Linked DNA regions of Mus musculus: all the other regions are linked to region 3. The links are chromatin contacts, called in public HiCAR-type and HiChIP or PLAC-seq maps. All regions are on one chromosome and are shown on one strand. Each heading gives the region's core, a stretch centred on a gene start, on an enhancer-like site or on the middle of the called end of the contact. The rest is flanking DNA. Distances are from core to core; before and after follow the strand shown.

What was found. HiCAR-type assays count read pairs that join an accessible place to other places. HiChIP or PLAC-seq counts read pairs in DNA pulled down with a chosen protein or histone mark.
Region 1: a HiCAR-type map of astrocytes shows a contact between it and region 3, with 9 times the contacts expected there. The contact joins the enhancer-like site here to the promoter of Pantr2 in region 3. A contact is called at or near these places in 4 of 39 promoter capture datasets (the 3T3-L1 cell line, the HPC-7 cell line, hippocampal neurons and 1 more) and 7 of 115 datasets of contacts at active chromatin or transcription factors (astrocytes, differentiating embryonic stem cells, embryonic forebrain and 4 more).
Region 2: an H3K27ac HiChIP or PLAC-seq map of differentiating embryonic stem cells shows a contact between it and region 3, with 17 times the contacts expected there. The contact joins the enhancer-like site here to the promoter of Pantr2 in region 3. A contact is called at or near these places in 6 of 39 promoter capture datasets (the 3T3-L1 cell line, cranial neural crest, frontonasal cranial neural crest and 2 more), 6 of 484 Hi-C or Micro-C datasets (cumulus cells, embryonic fibroblasts, embryonic stem cells and 3 more), 15 of 115 datasets of contacts at active chromatin or transcription factors (craniofacial prominence, differentiating embryonic stem cells, embryonic brain and 10 more) and 3 of 9 other capture datasets (embryonic stem cells, embryonic tail and embryonic trunk).
Region 4: a contact with region 3 is called in an H3K4me3 HiChIP or PLAC-seq map of embryonic forebrain, with 11 times the contacts expected there. The contact joins the enhancer-like site here to the promoter of Pantr2 in region 3. A contact is called at or near these places in 3 of 39 promoter capture datasets (the C10 cell line, hippocampal neurons and liver), 3 of 484 Hi-C or Micro-C datasets (cerebellar granule neurons and cerebellum), 4 of 115 datasets of contacts at active chromatin or transcription factors (differentiating embryonic stem cells, embryonic brain, embryonic forebrain and 1 more) and 1 of 9 other capture datasets (embryonic stem cells).

Annotation. Positions count from the first base shown.
Region 1 is chr1:41,604,318-41,607,017 of GRCm38.p6, reverse strand. No RefSeq gene overlaps it. Among named protein-coding and RNA genes, the nearest start is that of Gm35935, 32 kb to the right of the region's middle. Within about 2 kb of position 1,432, at least 27 of the 459 cell types and tissues checked have an H3K27ac peak or open chromatin away from gene starts, as enhancers often do. A contact at or near this core is called in astrocytes, embryonic forebrain, neural progenitor cells and 1 more, where this site is marked.
Region 2 is chr1:41,389,017-41,391,716 of GRCm38.p6, reverse strand. No RefSeq gene overlaps it. Among named protein-coding and RNA genes, the nearest start is that of Gm39631, 140 kb to the left of the region's middle. Within about 2 kb of position 1,331, at least 108 of the 459 cell types and tissues checked have an H3K27ac peak or open chromatin away from gene starts, as enhancers often do. A contact at or near this core is called in craniofacial prominence, differentiating embryonic stem cells, embryonic brain and 6 more, where this site is marked.
Region 3 is chr1:42,712,193-42,714,892 of GRCm38.p6, reverse strand. It overlaps Pantr2 (POU domain, class 3, transcription factor 3 adjacent noncoding transcript 2), which reads left to right and starts at 1,439. Exons shown (of 4, transcript NR_110495.1): 1 at 1,439-1,538; 2 at 2,588-2,690. All of the region lies in intron 1 of Gm46091 (predicted gene, 46091), which reads right to left.
Region 4 is chr1:41,651,504-41,654,203 of GRCm38.p6, reverse strand. No RefSeq gene overlaps it. Among named protein-coding and RNA genes, the nearest start is that of Gm35935, 79 kb to the right of the region's middle. Within about 2 kb of position 1,358, at least 64 of the 459 cell types and tissues checked have an H3K27ac peak or open chromatin away from gene starts, as enhancers often do. A contact at or near this core is called in embryonic brain, embryonic forebrain and stem cell-derived neural progenitor cells, where this site is marked.

The DNA.
Region 1 (2,700 bases), core at 183-2,682, 1.1 Mb after region 3:
TCTTTAAGGAATTATCTAGATTAGGTTAATTGACAAAGAGTTCCCACCCTAAATGTGGGCAATACCATTCCAAGGCCTGGAGTTTTGGACTCAGTAAAAACAAGACAGGACACCTAGCTCTCTACCTCCTGACTGATGTCACATGACCAGGCAGCTTATGCGCCTCTGCCAAGACTTTCCATGAAGGATTGTAATCCCCAACCTCTAGCCAAAATACTCCGCCGCCCCCCCCCCCCCACTTAAGTTGCCTTTGTCACGGAATTCTACCACAGCAATAAGAAAACTGATTAATGTCACATCTGTGCTGATAAGACAGTTACTAAGACAATTCTCTGGGTCCATCTAATTTACAGTAAAGTTAGGTTTTGGTGATTTAAGAATAAAAAATATTTGGTTAAATTATCTTTAAAAAAAAAGAGTATACTGAGGTGGAGAGATATTGAAATGTTTTTAGCCGTAATGATAGGGATCAAATCAAGGCTTTGAACATACTAAGCCATTTTTCTACCAATATGATACAGCTTCCTGTTTTCTCAAGAAGAGTTATCACAGTGCAGACCCAGGCTGTCCTTGTCTGGATTGTCCTGCCTCAGCCCTTGGCACTGAAAATAGGGATTTGCCACCATGCCTAACATGGCAGACAACCCTAAGTGCTGCCTATTTCCCACATGTTTGCCATTTAATATTTATTCTGCTTCTTTTCTTCTTCTTCCTGTGACTGGAGTCAGTTAGCTTCCTTAAATGGCCAATTTTTAAACTCTTGAGTGTCATTTCGATCCATGTATTGGCTACTTTCCCATCCTTTCTAAACATAAGTGCTTAAATTTAATAAAATGCATGGCTTCCCATCTGTGTTTTAATATCAGACTTCTAGGGAAAGCAACATGTGAAGTATGTTAAAGGCTGTGAGGAAACATGGTCATGTTGGAAGAAAATTTTTGTTTTTGCAATGAAGGTCGGAAGGAGAAGCAAAGCAGAGAGGCTCCAGTGCCCCTTTCTGGGCTCTGCTTTCTCTGCAGCTGCGTGGAGGTGTGAAAGGCAGCCAACACTCTCCCATTGAACTGGGAAGGGCATAAATTCAAGCCACGAATGTGTGAACTGCATTGTCCTCTCTTTGTGAGCCTCTATGAATGCTACCCAGTTGTAAGCATTTAATTTCATTCTGTAATAATTCAGTTGCCAAAGTCTTTGTCCTTGCTTCCTAACATATGCCCCAAGGCTTGTTTCAAGCAGACAGATGCCATTAAATATGTTTATTAAGCTTGAAGACAGAAAATACTTCCTAAACTCCATGTACACGTAGAAATACAGATTCAAATTTTGATGGAATATCCCCTTAAGAAAGGATTGCATTGATTTCTATTTAGTATCAAATCATAGGCTTCTATAATTTTAAGAACTAATTAAACAGATTGAAAGTAGTGCCTGTGGCTTAATCCTGTGATAAATCTGCATGAGTCCCAGACACTGGGGTAGCTCTCCATTGAATTTGCTTCAGATCCACAAAACAAACTAAGTTCTGGAAGAGATACTTATTGTTTAATTATGGTTTAAATATATACACTAAAGCAATAATTTGAGTAAACAAGAATTGCAGGCTATTCACGGATGTGTGAGAAAAGGAAGACGTATGAACCACGTATACTGTAGTTCTTCCTAAGAAGAAAGTTCAATGGGTAGGTTAAAATTGGCCAAATTCCTAAGCAGTGAGAAAATCTCTCACTGGTTTCCCATTGATAGGCAATGAAAGAACCAAACTTGGAAAGCAATGTGGTTTGGGAGGAATCGCTGAATAGAAGCCTCAGGGGCATGCGGTGTTCGGGAGTTGGCATGTTGTCCAGTTTTGTCCAATTATCAATACATGAGAGGGATTAGCTGTCGGTAATGGCGCGATGAATAAAAGACTCAGGTCATAAGCAGTGAGTTTAGAAAAGTGAGAGCGTACTTCGCGGGGAAAAGCCTTTCTAAATTAGCAATAAAATGAGATGATTAGGTTAACTGTTTCGTTTCTAAAGTAGATAAATCCTGGTGATGGGAATCATGCCCCGATTGGCCCGTCCAGGTTCGTCCAACTTTCGTTTTTTTGCTGCGAAGTAATCACTGGAGCCTCCACATCGTCAGTGACAGAAAACTCAAGGCAAATTTTCAAGAATCCATGGGAAACCGTACTGCGACCTTGAGAAGAAAAGGGGGGAGTGGAGGGAAATAAGAATCTGAATAGTTAATAGAAAGTTTAGATTCAGATTAATGATTTGCTTTGTCTAAATGCTAGCACTGGTATTCACATGAAAATCCTCACTTAAGAACATAGTTAGGATGCATCAATCCTCAAACGCTGTATCTCAGAGATAAATGGAAAGCCATTGAGCCCCCAAAGTGTTGATTTATGGCTAACAGCACCTGAATGCCCACATTTCATCATCATTCTAGGGTATCATCATAAAAGGGAAGAATGGGCATTATGGGTAATTATGAAGAGCAAAAAGAAATATGAATAGAAATGCATTTGGAAACTTTTGTGATTATGCATAATAGTCACTCACAGTCACAAAATAAATTAAAAATAAGATAGAAGAAACTTTTACAGTCTTTGTCAGTCATTCCAAATTAACCTTTATTCACAGTGCTTGAACTGATAATGTTTGCACCTGGGAAGTGATCCAAACTTAATTTGGGGTGTTGTTAACAAAAGTCATCTAA
Region 2 (2,700 bases), core at 82-2,581, 1.3 Mb after region 3:
ACTGAAAATGTCTTGGATAGAGTGAAGCCTTCCTCATAAACTCTCCCACCATTCAGCAAGGGAAAGGTAAAATGAGGGAGGGAGGGAGGGAGGAAGGGAGGGAGGGAGGAAGGGAGGGAGGGAGGGACAGAGACAGAGACAGAGAGAGAGACAGAGACAGAGAGGTAAACAGAGAGAAATACAGTCACACACAGAGACAGACAGAGAGACAGAAAGAGACAAACCAAAGGAGAGACAGACAGACAGACAGTGAAAGAGAGAGAGAAGAGGAGGAAGAGGAAGAGGAAGAAGCAGAAAGATAAAATTTTGGATTACATAGCAAACAGACACATGAAAAAGATAAAACCCTCATTTGTGCATGCCTTCTTCTCTATCCTGCCACATGTGGACTGACCTCTTAGCGAGAATCTTTGTTTTGCATCCCAATTTTGACCTGACTCTATGTTCATAAACTTCTCATGTCCTGCCCATTCGGCCCGGTGCGTTGTTGGTGTTCCTAATTCTCACATTCTCAGGCAGGAGCAGAAGCTCCAGTGCGAGGAAGAAACCTGACCATAGCAAAGCTGGATTGTTATAATTAACCTCTAATCCCGCATTGGACAATGCTGACAAACATTTACACAAATGTTCTTAAATTTGCCCGATTTGCTAGCAAATTTCACACCTCGTGAAAATTATGCATAATTTAATAGAAGCATCTTTCCAAAGGGCAAAAAAAAATACTTTTCAGAAAATTCATGTTGTCTTACTCCTTGTCACTTCTTATCTGCAAATTAGAAATCTCACGCAATATCTGTGACTTCCTTCAAATGTTTTAGAACTCGGAAACTCAGTACTTGTAACTTTGGCTGGAAACATGAAAATAAGCCTAGCGTGGAATGCCCTCTTCCTTTATAGAGGGCTGGCAGGGCTTGCTTTTCACTGTGGGAGGAATCCATTCTTTGTAGAATATTCCCACACATGTCTGTGTCTCTTTCTCAGAGTGGTGCCACAAAGGATATGACCCCTTTGCTCCCAGTAACCTTTCATGGTGCTGAATCGCCTGGACGTTGGTGCCAGTCAGCACGATTTGATTTGCTATGGTAAGAATAAGATTATATCTAAAGGCAGAGGATGTCATTTCCAGGTTCAATGAGCACAGATTTAGAACTAGTCCTCCTTTTGACCCTCGGGATTCTCTTGAACTCTTGTACCTTTGACAGTGTTTGTGAATGACTGAATTCATGGAGACTCGAGGTTATTTTAATGACAATGGCCCCACAAGGACAAAGGGAGAAGGCAGGGTCCCTTTCCAGAGTCCACTTCCTTCCTGGCAGCTGGCTGCAGAGTGAATTCCTGAGCATGGTCAAAGGCTGAGAGCTGCTGTGTGTCTGCAAGCCTGCTGCTGCTACTGATCTGTGAACATGACATGCCTGAGAATATCACGTCTCCATGGCAACAGCAAACAAGGAGCTAGATTCCATTAGCGGCAGGGACCCAGTGAGTCAAACAGATAATGTTCTGGGCCTGGCCAACTGCCCACAAAGGCGTATGTGAAAGTTGGTATGAATTAACTTTCGCTCATTAGGACAGCCTGGGTAGAAATTCTCTCTCTTTTTGGTGACTTAAGTCCGTATATTTATGGCATTTCTTAAATAAACACTTAAAGCCCATTAGCCAGTCCATTCCCAGGAAAGCACATTTGGAATTGCTTTATAGTTTTCCAAAATACTCAGGATTTCCACGCTTTATCTGATAGGGCTCCTTTTTTTTTTTCTAGTTTATTTTTAATCTCCTTTCCCTGCAAATTAGTGACAGAAAATGGCAAAGTTGACACTGTGTTTATCATCAGATGTTTTTCCTTGAGACCTCCAGAATAAGGTTAAAACAAGCAGCATTCCTGATTGCAATCAATCAGGGCTGTTAAGATTGTTTTTTAAGGCTAGGACACCTGCCTTATAGGAAAGGGGAAAGTTAAGCCCTTTGATGCTTGCAGCACAATGGAGGGAAATCTGTTCCAGATAGGATCAAAGACTCTCATGTCATACTCATGCAGTTAATAGCTTTTAAATCATATGTGGTACCTATCTCCTAGTATCCTAATTTCAAAAGGTGAATGACTCATCCTCAGAGGAAAACATGGCTGCCTTCTGCACAATGAGTTTCTGGGAGGAGTAAAGATGGAAGGATGGTTAGGTTTGAGATGTGACTCCGAAGTAGAGCACTTTGGCTGTAGGGCTTGTTTGATCTCCAGCACAGAAAGGAAGAGACAAAGGGAGAAAGAAGGAAGGAAAGGAAGGAGGGAGGGAGAGACAGAGGGAGAGAGGAAGAGAGGGAGAGAGACAGAGAGAGAGAAGAGAGAGAGAATTCTAACAGCACACAGGAACTTGACAACCTGTTTTTACTGGAGACCTCAGTTCTTGCCCTTGATCCATGGAAGCTCCTTCTAATTCGGTCTGTATCAACCCCATAAAATTTGGTCGTGTGAGTGACAAGAGGCCATGATGGTTATGGAGATCATTATTGACCTGAGGAGAACTGGAGATATCGAGTTCCAGCTGCAAAAGAAAACCTGATACCGTCTACGGACCACGGGGGCCAGACGTTAATAATTTAGACAAAGGAGTGAATGAGCTCAGCCTGGCAGCTCTCTTCCTCTTCCACAGTGGAGAGTGAGGATATGAAACACGAGTGTTTCCAATAATTATAGACACACATGGT
Region 3 (2,700 bases), core at 190-2,689:
AGTGGTCAAGTCTGGAGTTCTAGGGGACGAGAGTTGTGAGAGTAAGAGAAGGGAAGTCAAGGCTTGAGAGTGTGGATAGAGTTGGGGAAAGGACTCTCCGGAGCCCAGCCTGGGCACCTCACAGGTCCTAACCTCCACCCACTTTCAACTTTTTGCTGTTCCCGTTAGATGGCGCTCAAGACTTTCTAACCATTTGTGAAAGTGCTCCTGGTCCGGAACAAAAAGAGCCTTATCGAGAGAGAGAGTGTGGAGTGGGCGTGAGCGGGGGGGGGGGGGGGGGGGCTGGGGGGGGGGATGTGGGGGTGAAAGCACACCAGGGCGCGGGCGTCGCCTGGCACCAGGAGGAGCGGTCACGGGTCAGCTGGCCCCGGGCGGGGGTGCATCCCAGGCAGGGCCTCCTCCGCAGCGGGCCCAGAACTTTCTCTGCTTCCTCTTCCTTTCCCATTCCGCTTTTCTCCTGGTCCCTGCTGAGCAGTTGGCAGATGGGTTTCGGCCTCCGGAAGGCCGAGGACTGCACATCTATGCAGGCCCTCCGTGCTCTGGAAGAAAGAGGCCTGGAATTGAGCAGTGGCGCTGGGGTTCAGACCAATTCTCCCCACGAGTACCCCCACAAGGGTTCTGAGTTCTCAAGCTCCAGCTCTGCACATCAGCCATGGGACAGGTGCAGGTTTTGTTTTAGGCTCTCAAAGTGATGTTTCTAAGTTCCCCGAGTGCATGTTTCAAGCAATACAGAGCAAACTTTCTGGTCCCCGGGCGGATGACGCCTGAATGAAGTCAAACCACCGTCCTTTTAAAACTATAAAATGAAAGAAACTAATGAAAGGCCCTGGAAACCCTGAAGCATTAGATGTGACCACTTATTTTTAAATAATTATGCGACGAGTGATCGGGGCTTCCAAAGCTTTCCAAATATCTCTTCTTTCGCAGTCTCTAGGAAGTGTCTTGACTGTAGGCGAGCGGGTACTCTGATCTTTCCCTTCCCTTCCCTTCCCTGTTCGCCCAAGTGTTCAGGAGCTGTGTGCCCGGTTACCCCTAGGACCGGAGGGAGCAGACACCTTCCTTTGTGAGTCCCCCTGGCTGGGAACTTTCCCGCGCGGCGGGTTCCCCTTTAAGAAAGTAGCGATTGCTATGAATATTTAATGCGGAGCTGGAGCCCGTCGGGCCGAGGGGAGACCCGGCCCGCGCTCTGCGGCCGGGGCGTAGCTCTAGCTCATCCCCCACCAGTTCAGCCACGGTAGGATGAGGAGGATGAGGGTTTGCGGGAGGAAAAGCTTTGGAGAGATGGGGTGCGGGACTATGGAACCCGCTTGAGTCCAGTAGGCCAGCGCGGGTCATTTCCATAAGAAAGCCGCAACCCAGCTGGAGGCTGCGGTTCTTCATGGCCTCCCTGCCCCCACCATCATTGGCAGCGTGTCGCGGGCTTCTCTGCAGCCTAGATCTAGGCGACTGGTGTGGATTGGTGTTGATGAGATGTGGCTTCCAGCGTTGCCCGACTCAGACCTGTTTCCAGTCTGGATGGAGCGGACCGACTGTGTGGGGTGAGTCCAGGGTGCGGCGGAGCCAGTAAGAGTTGAGGAGAGCGCGGGGAAGCTAGTCCGTAGTGGGCACCTCGGATTAGGAAGTCCTGAGAAGTACTCTGAAGCGGGGTGTGAAGAGAGAGTACTGGGAGAAGGCCTAGGAAGCTAAGCCGTCCTTGCTGCCCCTCTCAAATCCCCGGAGCTTTCGCTTTCAGTGGGTGACCCTCTTCCAGCGAAGGGATGGAAAGTGAACTTGGTCGGGCATTTGATCTAGCTAGCAAAGCGGTTCTTTTCTGTGTACATTGAGTACATTGAGTTTCTTCTCTGCTTTCAAGAGCCCACGCACGATGGCCACGCATCTTCAGGTCTATCAAACACACACACACACACACACACACACACACACACACACACACACACACATACACACACACATCTAGAGAAATTAAAACCTAGATCTATAGTGTTCAAAAAAAAAAAAAAAGCAAAGCAGAGGAGATAATGTGTGAGACAGCCGTCTTCACTTTGCCTTCTATTGGGAAAAGTTGCCTGAGAAGGAATAACTTCCCTTTTATGGATTCTGAACCACCTGTACTTTGCTACAAAGCTTAGTTGGGTCACAAATAAAACACCAGTTACATCGAGCAATGAAACCAATTACAACTATTAACAACTTTATTACTTATGATTAGACTTGAGAACTTTAAACTCAGACAATATGATCGAGTTATTTTTCAAACCAGCTAAGATTTTTACACCATCCCTCCCCACTCCACTTCCTACCCCTGTCCCCAAGAAGTAAGAAGAGTAGAAATGATATTTCAGGGAGTTTGTATGTATCCGTGGTCAATATTATATTTGTTTCTTTTAGTAAAGTTTGTTGCTTCTTGTACCTAATGGTACCTTGATTCCTGATTCTGTCGAGTTATGGAGAGCATAATTGAAGATGGCTGGTTACAACCGACTTGGTTTGGATGTGGAATTGGGGCAAGCACTCTCTCCCAGTACTCTAGTAATGCTGAAAACCCAAATCTATTTAAAAGGACAAGTTGTTTTAACTTCTACCACAGATGGGGTGAGAGGAACAAGTGAAACTCAACAGCTAAGGAGAAAATGAAGAACTAGTGCTACGTTTTCCACGTTCTTTTTGCTCCGGGGTTGACATGGCATTTGGTGAGTCTTT
Region 4 (2,700 bases), core at 109-2,608, 1.1 Mb after region 3:
TTTAATAACTGTTGAATGGTTATCGGGAAGTCATAAGACATCTCAGTCAGTCTTCTTCCTGAATAGAGGACAGTTGATAATCATATGATCTGTCTTTTCTTTTTAATTTTTGCCACGAAAGGTCTAAATAGACCATCGTGAATACATGGAATTAAGATCTTTTTGTCTTTTCGGGTGCCAATAGACCTGATAAAAATTAAATACATTAAGAGGGAACAAAAATTACCTTAACATTAATTTTAATTATTACTGGTCATTTCAGATTTTTTATTGCATTTCACTCACTTGGTGACTGTATTTTCTTATTTTTGGTACAAATGTAATCATTATTCTATTATCATATGAAGAACAGCAACTCACCTTTCCCTGTACAAATGATCTTTTTATTCTGCTTTTTACAGAAAGAATTATTTAGGGATCTGAAATTATCTGACACAAAATGTCTCCTTGGAATTTTTATAAAAAGTAAAAATATGTCTAAAATATTACAGTGTTTATATTCTATTTTACATGGCTAAGCTTTTTAGATATTCTCATGAAGGTGGAGCTTGATGCATTTTCTAATATCAATCATTGATAATTTTAATCTGACATATTATTAGTAGTTAAAACCTGATCCTTCTGCATTGAACAAGACCACAATTTCTATTGATTCACTAAAACTAACCAAATCTGCTAATACCTTCTCTGACAAATAACCTAATTTGTTGTGTATATATCTTGATACTCTCATAAAAAAAATTCAATAATGCTACTGGGACAGAAAGGAACTTTTAGAAAATAAACAACATCCCCGTGTACTGTTCCAGTTTCACCAAAGTGTTTGTGGCAAAGCTGTACTTGTTTGCTTATAGATCTCCCCCTCCTCGTCCACTTTCACTATCAGCTTTGAAAATTCAAAAAGCTCTGTTCCATGATCCCATATTGGCTAGGCTCCAAAGGAAAGCAATGTTTCACTTGTAAATACCCATGACATGACTCTGTCTGATAGGAAGACCTGCGAATCTCTGCTACATCCAGCAAGTCTGTGTTCTGTGCTTTCCAGACAAAAAATTTGTAATTCATATTTCCTTAGGCCAGAATTCTGAAATGAATGCCCAAAAGGGATGTTATTTGTATAAGAGGTACTTGCAAATATGCCGTCAGTTCTCCTTTGAGTAGGGCTCTTCTGTCTTAGACCAGACTCTTTGTCAAAGGGGACCCTGTCACTTGTCCTGGTAGTTAAAATGTAGAAACAAAATCTCTCCTTGGACTGAGTCTTCACATTTTGAAAAATTGCCACAGCGAATTCCCCAGCCTGCCAACTTGGCAGATCCTGAGCTTGAAGCTGGAGGCAAGCCAGGCATCAATGGCACATTCCAAACCCCTGAGTCAGCACCAGGGCTGCCATTTTCTGTCTCATGTGCAGGAAGGCATGCCACTCGTGTCGTGAGCCAAGCCCGCATCTCCATTGTGAAACCCAGACAACTTTCACATTGTGACTCTGTAACCTAGAAAAGGGAATACAGGAAATGGGTGAGTTTTAATCAGTTCTGATATGGGAGAACTCCTTAAGTTGGATGCATTTGAACTCCTCCGTTTTTCCAGAAAGTGAGCTAGAAGTCTGAATAATTTTTTTTTTTTGGCTTAAGTTGTAAAACACAGGTCCTGACCCCTTGTCGTCATTAAAGATCCCATGGGCTCTTTTCAAAGGACTAAGGGGGATTAACCTTTCTGTTCTGGCTAAATTCCTAATTGGATAATTACATTCTGCCTCCCTAAATTATCCCTGTAGCTCCAATTGGATATGGAATTTTCACTTCCTGTCATAAAAGGTTGTGGGGTGTTAGGACATTTCACCCTGGGGGTGATGCCAATTAAGTCGTTAGTGAGGTGAAATCTGTATGAGGTTTGTCTTTCTTTTTACCATCCCTTTCCCCACCTCCTTATTTGGAGTTTAAAATGTGTGGAAATCACTCAGTCATTCATAATGAAAGGGATGTCATACGTTAGCAATGCTGCTTATCGTCACCTTATTTCTAAGAATATAATAAAAGCAGTCAATAATTGATAAGCGTCTGCGGGAGCACTATCATTCCACTGAACAAAAGCATTGTTTGAGATGCTGCTGTCCAAACCCACGAGGAAAGGGTTTCTGAGGCAAGTTCACACACACGGGTATTTTTGTTCGCGAAGTCTGGGGCGGCTCCCGGAGACTGTTCAGAGCCTTTGTGGATTGTTGGCTCAGCATTCACTGAAACATTTAGGCCCAGGGCCAGGGCCAAGGGGAGCCAGTGTCTCTCCTGCATATGGATGTGGGCATTAACTGCATTAATGGTGGGTAGATTACACATGCTCTTGGTTTGGAAAGTAAAGGTCACACATCAGTCTCTTCAGCTGTATTTATCCACACTGAAAATCATGGCCCATAGAATCACCCTTGAACCTCAAAAGTAACACAGCCAGCAATACCCTATACTTACCCAGAGGTGAAGAAAAATTAACAGCCGGCTTGGACTCCTTATTTATTTATGCTTTTGCTGTTAGATTGGTCAAAAAGAGCTTTTGTGGATCAACTATAATCATGTGTATAGTTTGAAATAGGTTGTTTCACTCAAAGATACTACAATGGGTTTTCTAGTTCTATCACAGGACATGTGATTTCATTCTTTAGAAACAGCTGTTTAATGGTTATATACCTAAAACGAAAAATCCTCCCTG